Linked DNA regions of Mus musculus: all the other regions are linked to region 1. Evidence: chromatin contacts called from public ChIA-PET, Hi-C and promoter capture Hi-C data. All regions are on one chromosome and are shown on one strand. Each heading gives the region's core, a stretch centred on a gene start, on an enhancer-like site or on the middle of the called end of the contact. The rest is flanking DNA. Distances are from core to core; before and after follow the strand shown.

The links. Promoter capture Hi-C pulls out the DNA fragments that hold promoters and counts their contacts. A called contact is a pair of places that touch in the nucleus more often than the background predicts. ChIA-PET counts read pairs in DNA pulled down with a chosen protein or histone mark.
Region 2: a contact with region 1 is called in a Hi-C map of B cells, with 10 read pairs. The contact joins the promoter of Espl1 here to the promoter of Hnrnpa1 in region 1. A contact is called at or near these places in 1 of 39 promoter capture datasets (pre-B cells), 1 of 484 Hi-C or Micro-C datasets (B cells) and 2 of 115 datasets of contacts at active chromatin or transcription factors (bone marrow-derived macrophages and embryonic stem cells).
Region 3: an RNA polymerase II ChIA-PET map of memory CD8 T cells shows a contact between it and region 1, with 20 read pairs. The contact joins the promoter of Pcbp2 here to the promoter of Hnrnpa1 in region 1. A contact is called at or near these places in 1 of 39 promoter capture datasets (liver) and 5 of 115 datasets of contacts at active chromatin or transcription factors (bone marrow-derived macrophages, lineage negative bone marrow cells, memory CD8 T cells and 2 more).
Region 4: a promoter capture Hi-C map of neural stem cells shows a contact between it and region 1. The contact joins the enhancer-like site here to the promoter of Hnrnpa1 in region 1. A contact is called at or near these places in 2 of 39 promoter capture datasets (cranial neural crest and neural stem cells) and 8 of 115 datasets of contacts at active chromatin or transcription factors (craniofacial prominence, embryonic forebrain, embryonic stem cells and 4 more).

The regions. Positions count from the first base shown.
Region 1 is chr15:103,238,163-103,244,007 of GRCm38.p6, forward strand. Hnrnpa1 (heterogeneous nuclear ribonucleoprotein A1) reads left to right here and starts at 2,235. Exons shown (of 11, transcript NM_001039129.4): 1 at 2,235-2,366; 2 at 2,918-3,034; 3 at 3,284-3,430; 4 at 3,741-3,951; 5 at 4,044-4,136; 6 at 4,218-4,310; 7 at 4,482-4,556; 8 at 4,760-4,918; 9 at 5,463-5,618; 10 at 5,797-5,845. The coding sequence starts at 2,352. Cbx5 (chromobox 5) reads right to left here and starts at 1,690. Exons shown (of 5, transcript NM_001076789.2): 1 at 1,571-1,690.
Region 2 is chr15:102,293,181-102,299,025 of GRCm38.p6, forward strand. It overlaps Espl1 (extra spindle pole bodies 1, separase), which reads left to right and starts at 3,113. Exons shown (of 31, transcript NM_001014976.2): 1 at 3,113-3,235; 2 at 3,580-3,669; 3 at 5,004-5,845. The coding sequence starts at 3,589.
Region 3 is chr15:102,467,220-102,473,064 of GRCm38.p6, forward strand. Pcbp2 (poly(rC) binding protein 2) reads left to right here and starts at 3,413. Exons shown (of 15, transcript NM_001103165.1): 1 at 3,413-3,584. It overlaps Gm36331 (a long non-coding RNA gene), which reads right to left and starts at 3,277. Exons shown (of 2, transcript XR_384469.3): 1 at 3,036-3,277; 2 at 2,222-2,502.
Region 4 is chr15:102,689,371-102,695,215 of GRCm38.p6, forward strand. No RefSeq gene overlaps it. Among named protein-coding and RNA genes, the nearest start is that of Mir688, 20 kb to the left of the region's middle. Within about 2 kb of position 3,686, at least 128 of the 459 cell types and tissues checked have an H3K27ac peak or open chromatin away from gene starts, as enhancers often do. A contact at or near this core is called in craniofacial prominence, embryonic forebrain, forebrain and 2 more, where this site is marked.

The DNA of each region.
Region 1 (5,845 bases), core at 985-3,484:
CTGGGATCAAAGACGTGCACCACCACCACCCGGCATCATCAGTCTTTTGTAAAAAGTATGAAACTATCTTCTTTTCTTTCTTTTCTTCGTTTTTGAGACAGGGTCTGATTATGCTTTGGCTGTCAAGTAACTCACTACATGGACCAGGAGGCTGGCCTCAAACAGATATCCATCTTCCTGCTAGGATTAAAGGCAATGACCACTAACGCCAGGCTGGAATTTTCTTATCACAATGAGGTACCTCTACCTCAAAGACTATAAATAAATCAACAGACACAGATAATAAATGGAAATTATACATTTGTCTAGATACTCTGAGAAGTGTGGGTATTATCAACACCAACAAAATTGCAGAGAAAATACAAAAATATATGGAATCAAAACAATGAATAACAACTCAAGATATGGTGGAGTCTTCTGTCCCCAACACCCTAAATACCTCCTAAATGAATCAGCTTTTTCACCCCACACCAGACATCCTCAAATGAACAGCAGAAATAGGAGCTTAGAGTATCTTGAATGTTAGGGGAGAAAAATGTTCTTCGGAGAAGAGATTCAGATAAAAGAATTGGGAACATGAATGGTGGTGACAAGTACATGATGACACAAAACAAACAAACAAAAAACCAAATGTGTCTATTTTTATTAAGGTTTTCATTATTTCATCAATGACAATTATCCCTCAAACATACAGGCCTTGGCCCCACTGTTTCCATAGAAGCAACACGTTTTGACTTTTGACATGTAACTCTCAAAAACTTTCATAGAGATAGAAATACAAATACAGTGTCCCTGGAAATGGGTGCTAGTGGTTAAGTCTATTTTTCTTGGATGCTTTTCATTGCAAGTACTTTACCTAAGTCATCTCATTCAAAATTTCAATATTCTTCTCTTAAAAGTTTTCAAAGACTAAAGGCACGTTCTCCAAAGTCTCAAGTGAAGGGAGGAACGTACCAAAAACTACAAGAAAAATGATTAACTCAAGGGCCACAAGAAAACATATGTTTTCCCTAAGGTAATATACAGAATGAATGCCTTAGTTATAGGAGTCATTTTAAGTTAAAATACTCGCCCCCACAAATGCAAGAGTAAGCTTTATTGGGGGGGGGAGGGGGGAATCCTGTCTTTCTAGTGACTCCTGGCTTGCTCTAAGAATTTAACCAGCCAACTCCCGCGCTCCCCACAGGAGTCCAGCCTCTGCCTCTTGGGGAAGGCCGGCCAATCGCGCGCTTGGGGCTCATTGGCTCGGAGAGACGCAACTCAGGCGAGAAAAACCCGCCTCCCACATTCCGATGGCCCAAGGACCGATCGGTAGGCAGCTATAGGAAAACCCAATTGGCCTATAGGCTCGCCAGTCAAATGCTTCGGCAAGGCAGCTTCACAGAACCTGCAAGGATAAAACATCCCGCCCCAGTTGTCCTATTGGCTGGCCCGACCCGTCGCGGCCCCTTCACTGTCGTCGTCCACCCCCCCCCCCACCAGTTCAGCGGTCCATTCATTTCGTACAATAACCGGTGCAATGGGAGCGGGTTCAAGATCTCGTACGGGTAGACGAGACTCTGCCACTTACCCAAGATCTAAAGTGATCACTCACGCTAAGGCCTGCACGGTTCCTCTGTGGTAAAGCGGCACCACAAGCCACCGCTACCGCCGCCTTCTGCGCAATGCCAACCGCCCGCCAAAACGGATCCTTCCCTGCGCCTGCGCAACCAATCCTGGGCTTGGACCTTTTCTCCGCCCAAAACGCCTGCGCAAAACTGGACGCTGGTCCCGCCACTACGCAGGCGCCTAGGTTCACAACCCTCTCCCGCCCGCCATTTCACGTGTTCCAGGCAGCAGGCGGAACATCGTAGTGCGCCGGCGTGAACTCGCCATTTTTATTACACATGCGCCTTATAGGGAGTGGCTGGGAAAAGTCGCGGTGAGCTACTTTGTAGCGTGCGGTCCTTTGACGAGTGAGTTTGTAATGTTCGGGTGTGGGAAAGTTATGAAAGGCATTTAAAAGACGTGAATACATTCAAATATAAGTGACTGGCTAGTTAGCCAATCAATGCGATTAAGGATAAGATCCCTTGGGGCATCAGTGACTCAAAGGGGCGGAGTCTGAATAGAACGCCCAAACGGATGCCGTTTCTTAGCAGGGCGTCTTCACGGGCCAATGGTGGGAGGGAATAATTTCAAATCTCCAATAAGACTCAAGTAAGGGCGGAGTCTACCAATACCGAGAGCGAGGAGGCGGGATAAAAGGGCGAGCAGAAGGTAGGCTGGCGGGCACGTTCGTTATCGTATTCCTTTCTGCTCTTTGACGCTGCCGAGGAAGCATCGCTGAAGGCTCTCGTAACTCTACCGTCATGTCTAAGTCCGAGGTAAGTTGGATGCGCTTTGCAGCTTCTCTTTCTTCCACACTTACTGAATATAGCGGGATGTGACGTGTTTTGCTGCTCGCACCCGTGGTTTCGGTGTTTTATCGATTAGTGCTGAGGCCTACTTTAAAAAAATGCAGGTCGCCATTTTGTCCTCATAGTCACCATGAGGCTGCGATCCGACCGCCATTAACGTCCATGCACTGTTCCTTGTGGCAAACTTCACAGACTAATGATCTGGGGAGTGTGGCCTTTTCTTCCCCTCCCCCATTCTGGTCTAACAATCGCTTGTTAAAGAGATATTAAGTCTTAATGGGGATGGACCCGACTAACCTGTGCCCTTTGTTGCGCGTGCGTATGAAGTAAAAGTAAGGACGCATGCGCTGCGTGCAACTCGAGTGAATCCCCAGCAGCACCTCCTAGCCTAGGAAGGAGCACGTGGTCTCGTGCAGTAATAAAGAACAATAAAAAAGTGTAGCATGTGTTGTTGCGGGGTGTTGATTCATTTTCCCAGGTTCCAGCCCCTCCGCTAAACACTCCCTCCTCCACTTTAGTCTCCCAAGGAGCCAGAACAGCTGCGGAAGCTCTTCATCGGAGGGCTGAGCTTCGAAACAACCGACGAGAGTCTGAGGAGCCATTTTGAGCAATGGGGAACACTAACAGACTGTGTGGTAAGATTAAAAGAAACAAAAGGAAGAGCTGGCTTATTTCTTCCGATTTAATCTGCTGCTTCTTAGCTAAATTGTTTTGTGAAGTTAACTAATGGGATGGTAAAAAAAAATCTGGGGCTTTCTTCAGATCTGTAAGAAGCTTACATTTCCACCCCCCCACTCTGAAGTTTCATGTTTGCCTTGATCAGACTAGGAATGGCTTTTGATTCTGAGATCAGGCAGTGTATTGATTGAATTAACTCTAAACAGGTAATGAGAGATCCAAACACCAAGAGATCCAGGGGCTTTGGGTTTGTCACATATGCCACTGTGGAAGAAGTGGATGCTGCCATGAATGCAAGACCACACAAGGTGGATGGAAGAGTTGTGGAACCTAAGAGAGCTGTCTCAAGAGAAGTGAGTGGTTTTTCTCTTTAACCTGAGACTATGATTGGGGCAGTCCTCAATTGGGAGATCCCCCCCAAGTGGTATTAAAGGCGAGGGCCTGGAGGTGGTGGCACACGCCTTTAATCCCAGCACTCCGGAGGCAGAGGCAGGTATATTTCTGAGTTCGAGGCTAGCCTGGTCTACAGAGTGAGTTCCAGGACAGCCAGGGATATATAGAGAAACCCTGTCTCTGAAAAAAAGGGGGGGGTGGGCCACCACACCTTCCCAGTCATTTAGAAACTGCTACTACTAAATAACTGAAGTCATTTTTCCTTTTTAGGATTCTCAGCGACCAGGTGCCCACTTAACTGTGAAAAAGATCTTTGTTGGTGGTATTAAAGAAGACACTGAAGAACATCACCTACGAGATTATTTTGAGCAGTATGGGAAGATTGAAGTGATAGAAATTATGACTGACAGAGGCAGTGGGAAAAAGAGGGGCTTTGCTTTTGTTACCTTTGATGACCATGACTCTGTGGATAAGATTGTTAGTAAGTATCAGAGGACTACGTGTTCCTTAATGACTCTGGAGTCCTCTTGTGTTTTTTTTTTTTACAGTCCTGAATCTACCTTTTTCTCTTAGTTCAGAAATACCATACTGTGAATGGCCACAACTGTGAAGTAAGAAAGGCTCTGTCGAAGCAAGAGATGGCTAGTGCTTCATCCAGTCAGAGAGGTGCGTTAATTTTTGGTTAGATTGTGGGCGCCAGCATGAATTACTATGGGTTAGCCTAATGATCCAAAAATCTCTTTTAAGGTCGCAGTGGTTCTGGAAACTTTGGTGGTGGTCGTGGAGGCGGTTTTGGTGGCAATGACAATTTTGGTCGAGGAGGGAACTTCAGTGGTCGTGGTGTGTATGGTTTATTTTTGATTCCTTGTTGGTTTCAGAGCTTTTAAATATTAACTGCTACCCTGTGTTTCCAGCATTTATGGATTTTACCCGAATATAGTTCTAGTACAGAATTAGATTTTGATAAGCATTCATGTATAAAGCCTGGTTTAAAGCTTTGGTTTCTTCCAGGTGGCTTTGGTGGCAGCCGTGGTGGTGGTGGATATGGTGGCAGTGGGGATGGCTATAATGGATTTGGCAATGATGGTAAGTTTCCTAAGGAGTCTGTAAGTAATGGTTTCTGGAAACCTGTACCTTTAGAGTAGGCTAGTAGAAACTAAACTTAGTGCATGACAAAGTTCGATCAGTCCCATAAATGTGCATGCTATGAGCAGCCTTTAGCTATTATCTTGCATACATTTTTCCTGTTAAATACTTTTGTCTTATTGAGAAGACTTGTATTCTTATAGGTGGTTATGGAGGAGGCAGCCCTGGTTACTCTGGAGGAAGCAGAGGCTATGGAAGTGGTGGACAGGGTTATGGAAACCAGGGCAGTGGCTATGGCGGGAGTGGCAGCTATGACAGCTATAACAACGGAGGAGGCGGAGGCGGCTTTGGCGGTGGTAGTGGTAGGTATCCAGTGATGCAGGTACTTGGCTTGGAGCTAGATTAGACTTCTAGAGTTTATTATGCCCGTGTTGGACTTTAAAGCTCTTAAAGCATTGTGGGTGCAGTGCATGGTGCGTTACAGTAGGCCTGCTCTGCTGTGCTACCTCCTCCTGGCTTTAAGCTGGGGCCGCCTCCCCCAAAATAAGTAGGTGAATGAGTGGTTAGTGTTGTCTTCAATGTGAGATAGTTAGATCCACACTACAGTTGGATTGAATGTCTAAACTCTGTTGGGACTTCAGGCATTTAGTTGATACATCCAAGAAATGTATGTATTGACCTGGAATACATAAAGGCCTTCAATTCTAACTTGCCACTGAGAAACTTAAGTTGGGTTGATTTTACTTTAAATGCTGGATTATTAACTGAATGCCTCACTCAGAGAATGAAGCCGAAGGGTTTGGAGTTGACAGAAGGTCTATAAATATCATAATCTTTGATTCAGACCCTAAGCACTATTGGCTTGTCAGTCCTCAAAGTCATCAATAGAGGCTTTTCCTTTTCTAGGAAGCAATTTTGGAGGTGGTGGAAGCTACAATGATTTTGGCAATTACAACAATCAGTCTTCCAATTTTGGGCCGATGAAGGGAGGAAACTTTGGAGGCAGGAGCTCTGGCCCTTATGGTGGTGGAGGCCAGTACTTTGCTAAACCACGGAACCAAGGTATAGTATCTATGACAAAAGACTGATAGTTAAATCTCCCTTCAAAGGACATCAACTAAGAGGGTCATATAATCCTTATTTAGGTCATCTTAATTTAGGCCAGGGACTTTTTTTAACAGAACCATTGATACTACGTTGGCACAAAGTATTAAAACAAAACATTGTCTTAATTCTACAGGTGGCTATGGCGGTTCCAGCAGCAGCAGTAGCTATGGCAGTGGCAGGAG
Region 2 (5,845 bases), core at 1,863-4,362, 940 kb before region 1:
TTCTATGTAGCTCTGGCTAGCCTGGAACCCATTATGTAGACCCTGGCCTCCAACTCAGAGAGCCCATTGGCCTCTGCCTCCTGAGTGCTGGGAGTTTGTAACCCCTTTTACAGAAACTGAACAAATGAAGCTGGGACTAGAGTCTGTCTTCATTGCCCAGTCTCAAGTTCAAAGCTCTTTCCACCGTCTGCGCTGCCTCTTTTATGCATTTAGTATTCAGATGTAAGATTCAACTCTATGACTTAGGGCTGGCGAGATGGCTCAGAAGTTAAGGGTTCCTGCCACCAAGACTGGTGACCTGAGTTCAATCCCCAGAACTCACATGGTTGAGAGAGAACAGACATCTTCAAGTTGGGAGTTGTTCTCTGACCTCCATGTGTACCAGCACATGTCCCTATGAATGCATACCCAACAAATAAATGACATGAGTCAAGTTGTATCAGGCACATTTGTTGTTGTTGTTGTGTTTTTGAGATAAAGTTTGTCTAGGTGGTCCTGGCTGACCTGATATTTGCTATGGAAACCAGGCAGGCCTCTCAGTAACAGAGATCTACTTGACTTTGCCTCCAGAGGGCTGGGCTTAAAGGCTGGGCTTAACGCCACCACACCTGACTTTGTTTTGAGACCAGGTTTCACATACCGCAGGCTGGCCTTGAACTCCTGATTATCTTCCCTCCATCTCTTAAGTGTTGGGTCCCATATTCCCGACTTCCACTTTGCGCAGCTTTCAGTAAAGAACATACAGGTGAGCATGGTGTTTAGGAAGTTAGTACTGAGGCAATTGATGTCCTCATGGCTCACCTCCTTTCTCCTAGGTCCTTTATCCTACAGGGAGTATCCTGGAAATGTCTATAATCATTATTGATTGATTTACTGTGGCACTTATTATTAGAACCTAGGGCCTTGTCTATGTCGGGCACCTGCTCTAATCACTGAGCTACATCCACAGCCCTCTTTTACACTTTTAATTTTTATTCATTTATTTTTAAAGGCCTGTTTATTTATTTTTTTATGAGTTATTTGTCTCCATGTGCATACATGACCATATGTGTCTGGTGCCAGAAGGGGTCAGAAGAGGACATATGATCCCTGGAGTTACAGGTGGTTGTGAGCCACCATGAGGGCGCTGGGAACCAAACCTGGATCCTCAGGAAGAGCTACAAGTGTTCTTAACTGTTGACCCATCTCTCTAGTCCTCTTACTTTTTATTTTGAAATGGTTTAAATGGCTTGTGTTAGCCTTGAACTCCCTCTGTAGTTCACTCTTGGTACCCAAGATCCTCTTGCTTCAGGCTCCCCAGTATCTAGGATCATAGTTTTGAATTAACAGGCCCACCTTGTAACAAATACTGTTCGTTTTAAAAATTAATTTGTTATACTTATGTTTATAGGTGTTTTTGTCTCTACATATGCCTGGGTACCATGTCTGTGTCTGCTACCCAAATGGACCAGATCCCTGGAACTGGAGTTAGAGAGCTGTGAGCCACCATGTGGGTGCTGGAAATTGAACAGAGGCCCTCTGGGAGAGCAGCCATTGCTGTTTACTGTTGAACCATCTCTCCAGGCCCGCTTTTTTTTTTTTTAATATTTATTTATTTCTTTTATGTGTAGGAGTACACCATAGTTGTCTTCAGACACACCAGAAGAGAGCATCAGATCCCATTACAGATGGTTGTGAGCCACCATGTGGTTGCTGGGAATTGAACTCAGGATCTCTGGAAGAGCAGTCAGTGCTCTTAACCTCTGAGCCATCTCTCCAGCCCCAGGCCCGCTTTTAAAAAGATTTTTTGTTTTGTTTTGATTTTGAGACGAGGTCTCACTAGACAACCCAGGCTGCCTTTGAACTTTAAGCTTTTTTAGCTCCTCAGCCTCCTTAGTAAGTATTCCCTACCCTCTGGTGGTGGGTGATGTTTGGTACCACCCTTGACTTTATAGTGCATCTGAGAGAGCAGGAGTTAGACTACTTGGTAGGCAGGCAGATAAGGGAGAGGGGCCATGGCTAGGAGATAAAGGTGGTCAATTTCCAGGATGGCTGCTTCTTCCTTATGCCCCTGACTTGAGAAAAAAGCTCGGCATTGTTAGTGTCTGCATTAAATATTGCCATTCCCACGCTGAAATTTTCTAGTGGGGGAGATGTCAGTTTTTTCTCTTATTCCCTCCCCTTCCTATGTCTCCCCCTTTCTTTTTCTTCCTTCCTTCCTCCCTCCCTCCCTCCCTCCCTCCCTCTTTCTTTCTTTCTCTCTCTCTCTCTCTCTCTCTCTCTCTCTCTCTCTCTCTTTCTTTCTTTCTTTCTTTCTTTCTTTCTTTTGATTTTTCCTGAGACAGGGCTTCTCTGTGTAGCCCTGGCTGTCCTGGAACTCAGAAATCCCTACGCTCAGTATTTTGAACCCTGTTTCAAAAAACAAACAAAACAAAAGACTGTGAACGTTCACAATGAATTCTTCCCTTTACTCTTCACTCAACTCTATAGCCTTTCTTATACAACCCATGTAAGATGTAGGCTGGAATCCAAACTTGGGAGGGAGGAGAACCTAGGAGAACCCGGAGGTTGTCCCTGCACCCTTTTCAGTGTCCCTCTCCACAAAGTCAGAGTTTTAAAGAATCCCAAAGACCCTGTGTGGTGGTGTACACCTTCAACCCCAGCATTAGGCAGGTGGATCTCTCTTAGAGGCCAGCCTGGTCTATTTAGCAAGTTCCAGGACAGCTAGGATCACGTAGTGAGAACCAGTCTCAAAAAACAAAAATAAAAACAAAAAAATACATCAAAGGCTATTACACCTTTTCTTTCCTAGTAACGCAAAGCAAGCCATGTGGGTTTCTTATTTTAATTCTCTTGAAATTTAAAATCCTGCCTGAGCTCAGGGAATAAAGGCAAGAAAGACTTAGTGATTGACCACCCAACTGCGAAATGACTGTAATTGACTGAGGTTGAAGAAGGAGACTGTGTCCCAGAGTCTTTCCGGTCCAGAGTTGTACCCGCCCCTCCAGGAACACGTGACAGACAGCGCGGCAGATAAACTACAACTCCCAGAGCGCCACGCGGCCGGCCTGCGTTACGCTTTCTCGCTGATTGGTCACTAGGGATATTTGAAAGGAGGTGCTGGCGCGGAAAACGAAGCGTGCCCACCCGGTGCTTGGTGGAGCTCGGGCTGGAGGACGCTGCTAGGCCGGTGAGGAACGGCAGCTTCGAGGGAATTAAGGCACGGAGGGTCTGGTGAGCGCGCGCTCAAGCCGCGGTAAGTGACATTCCCATTGCTGACCTGGGAAGAAACGGGGCGTTTCTGCGGAGGCTCGGCGGCCCCCGAAAGGGTGTGCTCGGCGCCCAGGACCCTGTGGAGACCCCTGCGGTGGCCTGGTGGGACACTGAGGACAAGGAGCGTCCTGGAGGAAGGAACAGTGGACTTGTCAGTTTGTAACGGGAGCCCAGTTTATATCGGCCTCTCCCCGCATAGGATTTCTGGTGGGATTCTTTGCCTGCTTCATCCTTTGAATCCTCCTACAACTTTCAATCCCTTCTTTCCTCCAGTTATTTCCATTACAACCCTTCGCAGGCTTCTACAAACCATTTCGTTGTATCTAGACTTTTGCCATGAGGAACTTCAAAGGAGTCAACTTCGCCACTCTGCTCTGCAGCAAGGAGGAGACCCAGCAGCTGCTGCCTGACTTGAAGGTGGGACCCTTTATGGCTCAGGACACACCTAGTTTCTGAGATTATCTGTGTTTTTTTCCTTTTCCTTTTTTCTTTTTTTCCGAGACAGAGTTTCTCTGTATAGCTCTGGCTGTCCTGGAACTTACTTTGTAGTCCAGGCTGGCCTCGAACTCAGAAATCCACCTGTCTCTGCCTCCCTAGCGCTGGGATTAAAGGCTTGCGCCACCACGCCCGGCTTCCTTTTCCTTTTTATTTATTGTTTTTATTTTTATTTAAAAAATTATTTTTCCGCCGGGCAATGGTGGCACATGTCTTTAATCCCAGCACTTGAGAGGCACAGGCAGGTGAATTTCTGAGTTCGAAGCCAGCCTGGTCTATAGAGTGAGTTCCAGGACAGCCAGGGCTACACAGAGAAACCCTGTCTTTGAAAAAAAAAATTTTTTTTTCCCCTAGGGCTACTAATGTGATCATCTCCTAAGGACACTCTGGTTTATGTTCTCCGTTTGGGAGAGTTATACATCGGTTTTTGTTTACGTTTTATCATTCTCCTTATAGTAAATTTTACATTCTAATTTTATTTATTTATTTATTCATTTATTTATTATATGTAAGTACACTGTAGCTGTCTTTAGACACTCCAGAAGAGGGCATCAAATTTCGTTAGGGATGGTTGTGAAGCCACCATGTAGTTGCTGGGATTTGAACTCAGGACCTTTGGAAGAGCAGTTGGCGCTCTTAACCACTGAGTCATCTCACCAGCCCTCTAATTTTTAATTAAAAAAAATTTTTTTTTTCCATACTGGGGATTGAACTCAGGATCTCATGCATTCAGGAAAATATTTCACCACGGAGCTATATCTCTATATCTGTTTTCACTTTTAAAAATAACATATCATCTATGTCTTCATATGTTATATACAAGCATATATAATATATAGTATGAAATATGTAAGCTATATATTATCTAAATATTATATATATGTTTAAAGATTTCTGAGACAGGGTCTCTCTACATAGCCCCTGGCTGTCCTGTAAGTCACTATGTAGATGAGGCTGGCCTCGCTCGAACTCAGAAATCCACCTGCCTCTGCCTCTCAAGTGCTGGGATTAAAGGCCTGAGCCACCACTGCCCGGCCTGTTTTCACTTTTTTATTTTGAGACAGTGCTCATTCGCTCAAGCCCAGGAAGCTCTTGAACTTTTCTTCTGTCTTTTTGCCTTCACACAGGCCTGTGTCACCAAGCCTGGCTTGTGTTTTGCCGTAACTTGGAGAGAGATACATGAGAACCTGTGGGGCCCTGTTTCTGCCCCCCCCCCCCTTTCTTTTCTGCTCACGCGGCTTGATTCTTTCTCCTAGGAGTTCCTGTCCAGATCCCGGACTGATTTCCCCAGCAGCCGAACAGATGCCGAAAGAAGACAAATTTGCGATACCATCCTGAGGGCTTGCACCCAGCAGTTGACTGCCAAGCTCGATTGCCCTGGGCACCTGAGGAGTATTTTGGACCTGGCAGAGCTGGCCTGTGATGGCTATTTGTTGTCTACTCCACAGCGCCCTCCCCTCTACCTGGAACGCATTCTCTTCATCCTACTTCGCAATGGTTCCACTCAGGGAAGCCCAGACACTGTGCTGCGCCTTGCCCAGCCTCTCCATGCCTGCTTGGTTCAGAACTCTGGAGAGGCTGCCCCTCAGGACTATGAGGCCGTGACCCGGGGCAGCTTCTCTCTGTTTTGGAAGGGAGCAGAGGCACTGTTGGAGCGGCGAGCTGCGTTCTCAACTCGGCTGAATGCCTTGAGCTTCTTGGTGCTCTTGGAGGATGGCAGTGTCCCCTGTGAGGTCCCTCACTTTGCTTCTCCAACCGCCTGTCGTTTAGTTGCCGCCTATCAGCTGTACGATGCTACAGGACAAGGTCTAGATGAAGCTGATGCCGACTTCCTGTATGAAGTGCTTTCTAGGCACCTGATCAGAGTCTTAGTAGGTGAGGGTGGTAGCTCTCCCGGTCCTCTCTCGCCTCAGAGGGCCCTCTGCCTCTTGGAAATCACCCTGGAACACTGCCGTCGGCTCTGCTGGAACCACCACCACCGCCAGGCTGCCAGAGCAGTGGAGAGGGCTCGTAATCACCTAGAGAAGACCAGTGTAGCTCCTAGCCTCCAGTTATGCCAGATGGGGGTTGAGCTGTTGGAAGCTGTAGAAGAAAGACC
Region 3 (5,845 bases), core at 2,163-4,662, 770 kb before region 1:
TTTTATTTGTATATGTGCGGGCACACGCCAGGGTCCAAGTGTGGCAATCAGGATAATAAGTGGTAGTTAGTCTCAAGGGAACTCAGCTGAACTCTTGTTGAACTCAGGTCTTCAGGCTTGACAATTGAACCTATTGCCAACCCTCTCTCCCTGCTTTGTGTCTGGGATTTCACCCAGGACCTTGTGTGCTCAAGGTTCTTTTTTTTTTTTTTTAAGATTTATTTATTATTAATATATGTAAGTACACTGTAGCTGTCTTCAGACACTCCAGAAGAGGGAGTCAGATCTTGTTGCAGATGGTTGTGAGCCACCATGTGGTTGCTGGGATTTGAACTCTGGACCTTCGGAAGAGCATTCGGGTGCTCTTACCCACTGAGCCATCTCACCAGCCCTGTGCTCAAGGTTCTTAACCCACCCACAGGACTTCACTGTCTCAGTGTTGACTGTAACTCTTGGTCAGCCTTAATAAAACTCCTTGATTTTTATTTTTTGCCTGATGCCATATGTGTGACCTCATGGAAAGTGGATAGCATTCTAGCTGTTGGGAGCCCCACTGTTTTTACTGGCCCACCTGCAAAATCTTTAGGTTAAACTTTCAGCTTAGATCTGACAGTAAACTTGTTTTTGTTTTTAAAGTTTTATTTATTTTATGTTTATGAGTACACTGTAGCTGTACAGATGCTTGTGAGCTTTCATTTGGTTGTTGGGAATTGTATTTAGGACCTCTGCTTGTTCTAGTCAACCCCACTCGCTCTGGTTATCTAACTCGCTCAGTCCCTGCTCAATCCTGCTCAAAGATTTATTTAAATAAGTACACTGAAGCTGTCTTCAGACACACCAGAAGAGGGCATCAGGTCTCATTAAGGGCAGTTGTGAGTCACCATGTCATTGCTGGGATTTGAACTCAGGACCTTTGGAAGGGCAGTCAGCACTCTTACCTGCTGAGCCATCTTGCCAGTCCAGTAAACTTGTTCCTTAATTGGCTTTTTTTTCCTGGGGTTTTCCCTACTTCCTTTCCACCCTTTACCCTTTACCTTTGGCCAAATGATAAGGTTTTGTTTGTTGGTTTTTCTTTCTTTCTTCCTCTCTTTATCTCTCTTTCTTTCTTTCTTTCTTTTTTTTTTTGAGACAGGTTCTCTATAGAGCCCTGTCCAAGACAAAGCTGGTCTTGAACTCAAGAAATCCACTTGCCTCTGCCTCCTTAGTGCTGGGATTAAAAGTGTGTACAGTGACACCTGGCACCAAATGGTGTCAAATGAGGATTTTATTTTGCATTCCCAATATTAGCTCCTCATTTGGGTGGTGGAAAGAAAGACATTTGGAGTCACTTGGCTCCATTTGACTGATAGTAAAACCACAACAAGTACTGCATACACAATAGGCAAAAACACCTGTGTACAGAAAAGAGAGGAAAATGAATTTCTTTTTTCTAGGCGGTGGTGGCACACACCTTTGATCTCAGCATTTGGGAGGCAGAGGCAATTGGATCTTTGAGTGAGTACAGCCAGGGCTCCCCATAGAAACCCTGTCTTAAGAAACAACAACAACAACAACAACAAAATTTATGCATATGTGTATCTGTAGGATAGTTATGTGCACCCGAGGGTGTAAGCACCCTAGCAAGCCAGAAGAGGGCATCAGATCTTTGGAGTTGAATCTTCAGGGAATTGTGAACCCATCTACAGGGAACTGAACTTGGCTCCTTTGTAAGAACAAGTTGTTTTTGTTTGATTTTTGAGAGTGAATCTCACTATGTAGCTCTCAGTGTCCTGAAACTTGCCATGTAGATCAGGCTGACTTCAAAAGATCTGCCTGCCTTTTACCTGCATGTGCCTCGGACTCCTTACAGATGTACCTATTTATTTTGTATGGGTTTTACCTGCCATGTATATATGTGCACCACTTGTGTGCAAGTGCCTGTGGAATCCAGAAGAGGGTGTTGTATCCCATGGAACTGTGAGATCCTATGTCGGTACTGGTGATTGAACACTGAATCTCTGGGAGAACAGTTGGAGAACTATTGAGACATCGTCCCAGTCCTAACAGCCAGTGCGATGGAAAGGGCGTTTGCCATCACGCCTGATGTCCTGAGTCCGATCTTCAGGACCCGCTTGGTTGAAGGAGAAAACTGACTCCTCCTGAAAATCCTCCTTTGACTTCTTCCTGCCTGCTGTGGTGTAAGTACACACACACACACACTCAGTTTGTATACACACATACAAACCGTTTAAAAAAAGGTTTATTGCCTTTTTAAAGACACCAGGATAGTTGTCTTGTGTTGTGTACAAAATTCTGTGTTTTCAAGATGTCTTTTTTTTTTTTTTTTTTTTTTTTTTTTAAGGAGCAACAGGCAACAATAAAGCAGCGTTGCTCTACAGTCCAAGGTGGCCTGAGGTTCACCTTTGTCATCCTTAAGTTCCCCAATGGTATCAGCTTGTATCACACACTGTGCTTGGCCACAGAGTACCTTCTTGTACTGATGTTTAACTTGTTCTTTCGTTCCTATAAATGGATAATTAGACTTAATAAAAAGATTAACCAATTTGGGCAGGAATTCTAGATTATACAGTACTTCTTATATAATAGTGAGATATTCACATGATCAATGTTGTCCTAATACAGTGAAGTTTTAAAGTTACTTTTCTTTCTTTCTTTTTTTTTTTCTTTTCTTTCTTTCTTTTGATTTCTAAAAAGCCCTGTCTGTCCTGGAACTCACTCTGTAGACCAGGGTGGACTCGAACTCAGAGATCTTCCTGACTCTGCCTTTCCAGTGTTGGAATCAAGTTGGGTACCACCACCGTCTGATTTAAGAACATTCTTTTACGTTTTAATTCTTTATTATAATTATTATTGCCTGATTCAGTATCTGGGCTGCAAAATAATGATGTTTTCATTTCTTCTGCACTCACTAAAGTGGATTATTTTTAGAGTAAGCAGTTTGCCTGACACTTTCAGTCTGGCCATTCGTTTTTTATTTTAGACAACTGTTATTTTCCTTTCCCTCCCTCCTATCTTGATCCCAAAGCATTGGCCACCTCTTCGTATTTAGGCCTGAGCTTTCCAGTTCTTCCGCTAGAGGCCACTGGTATCCTCCGCGCCTCTGCGCTGCCGCTCTATCTCAGACCTCGCCGCTGGTTACTGGCCGTCTCGCTGGTGCCGACGCTGTCCAAGGAGCCGCTCTAGGCTCCGGGAAGGCGGTCCGCATTGCGTGGGGAAAGTGTGGACGACGCAGTCGACTCGCCGGCCCCCGGGGCGGTTAGCGCTTCCGGGGTCGAAGGGTGCGCGGGGTTGAAAGCGGCCCGCTCCGCCCCGTCCCCCTCCCAGACCAGCAGAGGCAGCAGCCGGAGCAGCCGCAGCCTGCGCCCTCTCCCGCCCGCCCGCCCTCCGCCCGCCCGCCCGCCCTCCGCCGCCCTCCACCCGCCCCGGGGTCTCTCTCCCCCTTCCTCCTCCTCACCCCCCCCTCCTCCGCCCGCTAGCGGGGCCCCCCTCGCCTTCCCGCCCGCCCCTATTGTTCCGCCCCCGGCCTCCCGCCCTTCCCCTTCCCGCCCGCTCCCCTTTTCCCCTCAGTCGACTCGCGCCTCCAGGTAAGCTTAAAATCTTCTGCTCCGCCGCCGGCAATAGCTTCTTCTTCCACTCGTGACATCCTTCTTGGCGGACTCCGGCCCTATTCTGGAGCCTCGGCCTCTCGTAGACCCGCATGAGCGTCTACTACTTCACTCTGCCTGCCCGGGCATTCACGCGAGGCCCTGGCTCCGGCGCGGCCTAGTAGGCCTCGCGCAGAGCCTGCCCCCTCCCCCCTCCCTCCCGGTGGCGGCTGCGCAGGAGTCAGGGAGGGCGCGCGCGCGGCAGGGGGGGCGGCGGTGGATTTGTTGGTTGAGGGGGGTTGGGGAGGCGATGGCCGGCTTGCTGGCGGGGCGGGTGAGCGCGGCTCCCCGCGGGGGTCAGGCGCTGGCGCAGACACACGAGGAGGCGCTGCTTGTCCGGCCCCTCCCCCTGGGTCGCAGCGCCCCCCCCTGACCGAACCGTTTATTCACCCCCTTTCCCAGTCAAGGGAAAGGGGGGGGGCTTTTTTTTTTTAAGTGGAAAATGCTTGGATGACCCGGGCGGGGGAGGGGAGTGGGGAGCTGCAGAGTTAAAGGGTAGGCGGACTCCCTGTTACCGAGTTACTCTGACGTTCTCTCGGGTAACGAATTTTGAAATTACAAAATGCCTGCCGCTATAAACCAGACCGAGCTATTTATAGAGGGGTAATTGACTGCAGGATTAACAGCTGGATTCCCAGGATGGGGTACACTTAGATTGACCTACTCAGGAGAGGAATTGACAGGTTTCTCAGATTACTTACATGACTTGGAGTTAAAAAAAATACATCTTCGTGCTTTACTTAAGAAATGAATTTGTAGCTAGGTTTTCAGTTTCTTTGCCTTTTGAACTTGTATAACTGTATTTCTAAGGTGATTAATATAACAGTGGGGAAGTGGAACTAACAGTTTTATACTGTATGAGGGGGTGTTAATCTTGCAGACTCAGTGAACAAGCATTGTTTTTCCATAAATGAGATGTTGATTTGTGAGGTTTTTTTTTTTTTGACAGCAATTAACTGTTTTCTGGAAATAGGGAACTGATGTGCTTTAGGGATGCATTTATGTAATCACTTACATCCTGAAGTAACCAGAAGATAGTTTGCATTATATAGAGTGGTGTGACAGTCACTTTAAAGTGCTTTAAACATACTTAAAGTATGGACTTGGGATTCAGAGTTTGGAGGCCAGCCTGGTGTTAATAGTTACATTCAGTACTGGGCAACATAGTGAGGCCCTGTCTCAAAAAAACAAAACAAAAAACCCAACAGTATGTGTATTGTGTGTGTTTATGGCAAAGTGAAAACTGACTGGTTTTATGAAGGGACAAAATTAGTTGTAGGAGGAGAGAAATCATTGATACTGATTTGAAGGGATGAATACTTGCCATGCTATTGGAGAAATTTCAGGGCTTGAGACTCTTGGAACTGTCAGTGTTTGGTGTTAAAGTATTAAAAACAAAAATATCAAAAACCAAATTCTTTGTCTACATAAGTAGTTATTTCAAAGTTGTTTCAGAGGATGAGTAAAAAGGGGCCATCTTGGCAATCTTTCATCAATCAAAGCAAATATGAAGTAAAATTTTAGTACTTTTTCTATTGTATTTGGAAGAAAATTTGGGACTAAAAAGACTTAATTGTGTGATAGTGAAAGTTAAAACAAAAGCACAAGAGAATTTTCTCAAGTGATTAGAGGAAGAATGGGAGCAAAGAACTGAGACGTACAGGATTAAATTTCAAAGGATCATGGAACCCAAAGTTGTGAAGTGTATCTTGAATACTTTTTTCTGTGAGACTCATGAGTGTAGTTATTTTTCTTGTTATTTTGTGATTGTCCCACTGTGTAGTTCTAGCAGCTGCACTTGTTTCTCAATAGGTTGTCCAAGGTAGCCTTGAACTTAAAACAATCCTGTCAAAACTTCCAAAGTGCTGAGATTATACAGAAATGTACCCTTATCCACACATCTAAACTAAAACATTTCAAAATCATTTATCATTCATCAACCTTTGAGATAAGTATATCTAAATTTTAGAAATTTCTATACTAAGTACATTTACATATATAGTCTGTTCACTTCTAACTGCTGTCCAGTAGAAAGCAGGTTGAATTTGTCCTCACTGTAGTTAAAAGTTTGCCCAGCTGTTACTGAGTCCTTTTAAAACTTCCTCAGCTGAAGGACAACTTTTTGCACTTAAGCAATTCACTTAGAACCATTACCAGTGGAATGGTCGGATCTTTCTCATCTCAAGCATCAGTGGAAAGCC
Region 4 (5,845 bases), core at 2,436-4,935, 550 kb before region 1:
CTAGAGCGTCTGATGTCAGCTACAGTGTACTTATGTATAATAATAAATAAATATTTTAAAAAAGAAAAAGGAGGGAACTATATTTCTTTCTTTTCTTTTTTTTTTAAAGATTGATTTATTTTATTTGTGAGTACATGCTGTAGCTGTCTTCAGCTGTCTTCAGACACACCAGAAGAGGGCATCGGATCCCATTACAGATGATTGTGAGTCACCATGTGGTTGCTGGGAATTGAACTCAGGACCTCTGGAAGAGCAGTCAGTGCTCTTAACTGATGAGCCATCTCTCCAGCCCCCAAGAACTGTATTTCTAATTCTTTTCTACTTTTATTCTTTTTGTTTTGTTTTTTTTGTTTTGTTTTTTTTGTTCTTTGAGACAGGGTTTCTCTGTGTAGCCCTGGCTGTCCTGGAACTCACTCTGTAGACCAGGCCGGCCTCGAACTCAGAAATCTGCCTGCCTCTGTTTCCCAAGTGCTGGGACTAAAGGTGTGCGCCACCATTGCCCAGCTCTACTTTTATTCTTATAGTGTTTATGCACTCAATAAACATGTTCCCGTGAGCCTGAACCAAGCTAGGTTCCAGGGGCACAAGAAAATGAGACTGAGGTTGGTCATAATGGTGAGTGCCTTTAATTCCAGCACCTGGGAAGCAGAGGCAAGAGGGTTTCTGTGGGTTCTAGTCTAGCTTGGTCTACATAGCAAGTTTCAGCACAGCCAGGACTACATAGAGAGACCCCGTGTCAGAACACAAAACAAACAAACAATAAAAAGAGCCGCTGTCAGAGCTAATGAGGTAATGGACTCATGGTTTGATAACTGCACACGATGTTGAGCACACAATGGGTCTTCAGTGTAAGTTTTGATGGACTGGTGAACCATGCTGCTTTTCAAATAGGCGTTTTACGAATGTTTCAATGAACAACTGAGGAAAAAGCCTCTGATACAGATACAGACATCTTTCAATATGAACCCGAATCTGGAAGATGATGAAGTAGGCACTATTGTTATCAATACATCATGGAGGGAACCCAGAAAAAGCTAGGAAATGGAGGCGGAGTGGAACGTAGCAAGTCAGATTCTACACTATGCTGTCTACTCAATAGACCAGGATAGTGGAGAATGGAGGTTTTCAAGGGGCTGTGCAATTCACTCATTACTATGTAACATACAGAAATCACTTCATCTTTCTGGTCTTCCGCCCCCATACCCACCCCCCAATTACACAGGAATTAAAGCTAACGCCTGTGAGTTCAGGTCCAGTCCTCCTTCTACCAGTGACAATCCCCTAAGTTTGATGCCTCAGTGACACAGGGACACCTTCTGTGTTGTCTCTCATAAGATGGATGTCCTGTCTTTGAGAGCAATATATATAGGCTGAGGTTTCATACATTTTTCCCTGAGGCAAGAATGGAGAGAGCTTCAGGATGACTTCAGGTGGACCTGGGCTTCATTGTGTGACTTCCCCTCTCAGTTGCTGGTTTAAATGAGAATATTTCCTGGCATACAGAATTCTTGCCACCAAAGGTTCATTCAGAAAGCACATAACCAAAACGAGGTTGTGACTGAAAGATGGGATGGCTCAATTTCTTTCTGATGGACAACTTCAGGAAACTAAAACCAGGTAACAAGAAACAGCAGAGAGAGAGAGGGGTAGGGGGGTAGGGGTAGGGGTAGGGGTAGGGAGAGGGACAGGGAGAGGGAGAGGGAGAGGGAGAGGGAGAGGGAGAGGGAGAGGGAGAGGGAGAGGGAGAGAGAGAGAGGAGAGTTTTAACTTCCCAGAGGAGCCTCCACATAGAAACAAAAGCTGTCTAAAGATGCCCTGCACGGTCCCTCTATAGGTAGGATATTGCCTCCCACTTATGCAAAGGATGATTATATGAACACTGTGCACAGTTGGCCAGCACCAGCCAGTATTTTCAATTGGTACAGTCAAACAAAACCTGGCTTTGCCATACTGTTCATGTTGCTGTTTGACAGATCTTGTTCCCACATCTCCCTTGCTTGAATTTCAAAGGTCAAGGGTAGCCACTTCTGGATGCTAGCTCTCCTAGGATTTCTGTACTACAGACAGCCTAGCCAGGCAGCCGTTGTGAGCTTTGCCTTCACCACCTTCTTGAGCTCCAAATTCATCTTCTCTCTATCTCTCTCTCTCTCCCTCTCTCTCTCTTTTCAGAAACATTTTCTGTATTCCTTTGTAAGCTTCTATCCTCGCCTTACCCTGTCCCTGAATAGAATTCTACAGACACCAGAGGAGAAAGAATAATTAAAATCAACCTCTCTGTCCCTCTGTCTCAGTAGTTGTGGCCCTCTCCCCCCTCCTCCCCTCTGCCCCTCCTCCCCCTCCCCTTCCTCTCCCCTCCCCCCTCCTCTCCCCTCCCCTTTATCCCTCTTCCCCTTATCTTCCCCTCACCTCCCACCCCCACTCCCACCTCTAACCTCTGCCAGTGGTAGGCTGATTTCATCTCAGGCCTCCCTGCAGTGCTCCTTCCCAGTAATGAAACAAGTTTAATTCCTCATAGGAGACAGGTATAGCCTTTTCAGGAGTCACCTGAAGTTGCCGATTTCTGTGGCTTGTCAGTCTCCCGCTAGGGGCCTGGTGACTAGTGCTCTGGGTCGGTGTGCATGTGTCTATAGACATTTTCTTTAAGCAGGACACTTTGGTTATAAGTTAGATTCTAAGTGTATGGGAGGGGAGCTTTTGGGATAAGGGGAAGAATAATTTCCACCAGTGGGAGTGGGGATTCAAAGAGAAGTCTTGATCCCTGTCTTCTTGGCAACTCCCAGTATGTGGAGAAAAACATCAGCGATCAGATAGGGTGAACCAGGGCTTCAAAGGAGCTTGGGGGAACAGAGACACTTCGTATACAAATCTAATACAAATGGACTGGCAGATGCTTTAACGCTGGGACATCTAGGACACAGGACAGGAGGCATGTGGTACATGGCTCTGGTGGCACAGGTCAGGCCTTCCAGAGAGCTTTGGGGACTGCGCTAGGGGACAGTGTCCGCAGAGGTGAGCTGCGAGCCGCAGCTGGGCACTGACATCAGGCAGCCGCCTTTCAGGGTCTGCCGCAGAGCTAAGCACAGGCGAGCTGGGTGAAGGATCCGGACAGACCTGCCTGGCTCTCCGGTCCCTCTACAGTCTGACCCCGTGGGCCTCGGCTCTCGTCTCTGTTCTCCCATTGGTAACCGCTCCTCCCACTTCCCCTGGATAATCTTCTGACATCTCTTCAAATCCAATTATCGAATTAATTGACGTGCGACGCGAGAGGCAAACAGAGAGGGGTGGCAAACTCCACGGGGCTCAGATTTATCCTCCGGCCTCTACACGCCCCGGCCGGCGAGATTTACTGGGTCTCCAGCACCGCGACAGTTCAAACCTTTGATTAATCATGTTTTTCTCCCAGCCCTATAATTTAGTTGCTCTTTTTCCCTCCCTGCCTTTTTTTTTTTTTTTTTTTATCAGTAGAAACAGAAACGAAGTCCTCATCAGCTTCAATTACAAATATTAAGGCTCCGGACAGCATTTTGACAGAGAGGCGGCCGGCCCCGCTCCGTCCCGCCCCCCTAAATCATCGCCGAATTAACATCACAATCGGCGGCTGGCGCGCGTTCAGACTTAAATGGTGGCATATTGTTCGCGCACGGTCTCGGCCAGACCCGCGGGATCGCTGCACCGGGCGGTCGCCTCCGCCCCTCCGCCACAGTCCCCCTCGGCCTCCTTGGAGGCTGCCGCTCGCCATCACCGCAGCGCGCCAGGCCCTGTAGCCGGCAGGGGGCGCTGCAGGCGGGGCGGGGGTGCGCCAGGGTGGGCGTGGAGGCGTTTGTAGCAGGGTGAAAGCCCCAGCGCTTCGTCCGGAGTGGGAGGGGAGGACGGTTTATTTATGCAAACCAGATGCAAATGAAGGCTCAGAAGCTGCTGATGTGGGAATACCACTTTCCAGACCTTTGGATGAGATTCTGACCCCTCACAGGTTTTGGCCGAGTGACAAGGAGGTAGGAGCAGCAGAGGATCCCGTGAGGCACGATTTCTTCAATTCCTGGCACATTAGAGAAAGTCGGACCTAAATTACAATTCAAAGGCTCAAAGATAAGCTTAAGGCAGGAAAAGGTGAGGTTCCCTGCCGGGTCTGTAGAATTTAGAAGGCCCTCCAAAGTAGCCAGTTTTTAATGATGAATTTTTTGGGGGGGGTGGTGCGGAGTGGGAGTGAGGTATACTTCGCTCTCCCACTCCAGAGATGAAAAGGGACAGTTATTATTCTGACCCTATCAAGCCTTTGCGATTGAAAGAACTCAGGAAGAAAAAAATGTCAATCCAGGTTTCTAGATATTTTCGTAGTCACCTGCCTCTCCAGTTCGGGCCGCATCAATCGCCAGGACCCAAATTTTGCCTAGCAACATCTCAACCAATCAAGATGCAATTAAACCTGCCAAGTCAGCTCATCCTTAACTGGGATTGGCTGTGCGCGGTATGCGTATCCCAAGTTTTCATTGGCTGGCTGCCACCTGTATGGAAATGAGAATTACCCCGGACTCTGAGGCAGTTTTCAGAGGTGCAGACCTGTGGCTTACTGCGCTGAAAATACCCCCGCAAGCTCAGAGCCCAACCTATTCTTGCTCTATGATATTCTACCCTACAAAAGAGATCTCTCAAACTTCCCCCCTTCTTTTTCTACTGCGCCCCAGCTTGGGCCCAATCTGAGAGGAATTCGACCCAATAACGCAGAAGTAGTGCAGATGTACAGATTTTTGGCAGTTTCCGCATCTCCTTGAACTGTCAGGAGTTTGCCCTTTGCTTTAATGCTGTCACTATTCCTACCCCTGATCATTCTTCCTCGTCCACCCCAGGGGTGGCTTCTCGCCATGTGAAATCCCTCACTCACTTAGCCACTGTTCTTAAAACCCCCTCTATGGCTTCAGCTCTCCCAACTTCCAACAGTCCCCTGCTTGCTACTCAAAATCCAGGCAGTTCTCACAACAATCCAGTTTAGGAGGGAGTTAGAGGGGGAGACGACACCCTCCCCTAAAAAAAAAAAAAAAAAAAAAAAAGCCTCCATCCTCTTTCCTCATCCATTTTCTCCGAGGGAGCCGAGTTTGACAGCGAATTCATTCCGAGCGGGGAGGGTGATTTATTCTTCAAATATACCGACAAGTGCGGGCATGATGGAGCCCATTAAAATGTTGGGAGATTGTTTTTATGATTGAAGTCTGTATTACTCCAACCATAAAGAAAGAGAGCAAGGAGTCATTAGCATTTTCATGATGGTGTATTTCTGCTTGTCTCCGCGCCATCACTCATCTTTACTGCCCGTCCCTTTGCTCTCGCTCTGCTACAACGAGGAGAGACTGAAGCCTGAGCTGGGGTTGGGGGCTGCGGGAGGCGGGAGCCAGAGATCCCCCCCGACGCTCTGCCCTTCACGCCAAATCCTCACCCTCTCTGGGACGCAGATACAGGGGTGAGAGGGACACAGAGGATATGCCTCCACTTCTTTAGCCAGCTCCTCCTGCCCCCGCACCCCCCCCCCAGGTGGCAACAGGATGTCCTGTCCAAATGGTCTTTGAAGTCCTGGAGGGGCTGGCCTTGCAGATAGGCCTTCTTTTCTTTGGCTCACTCTTTCCTGACCTACACACCCCTTGGAGCTCTCCAGATTCATCTCTATGGGAGTGAATATGGGAGTTCTTGTCAAAGTGCCTTGACTTGGAGATGTCCGGGTAGGGAAGAACAAGAGGAAGGAGTCCTGAGCCTGTGGGTTGGGAACTGTTGGGAAGAAATAGGAAGTTTGGGCATTTGGCTTTTGATTTTGCTACTTTGGAAAAGGCCGTGTCTCTATCCATCCCCGCCCCCCCCC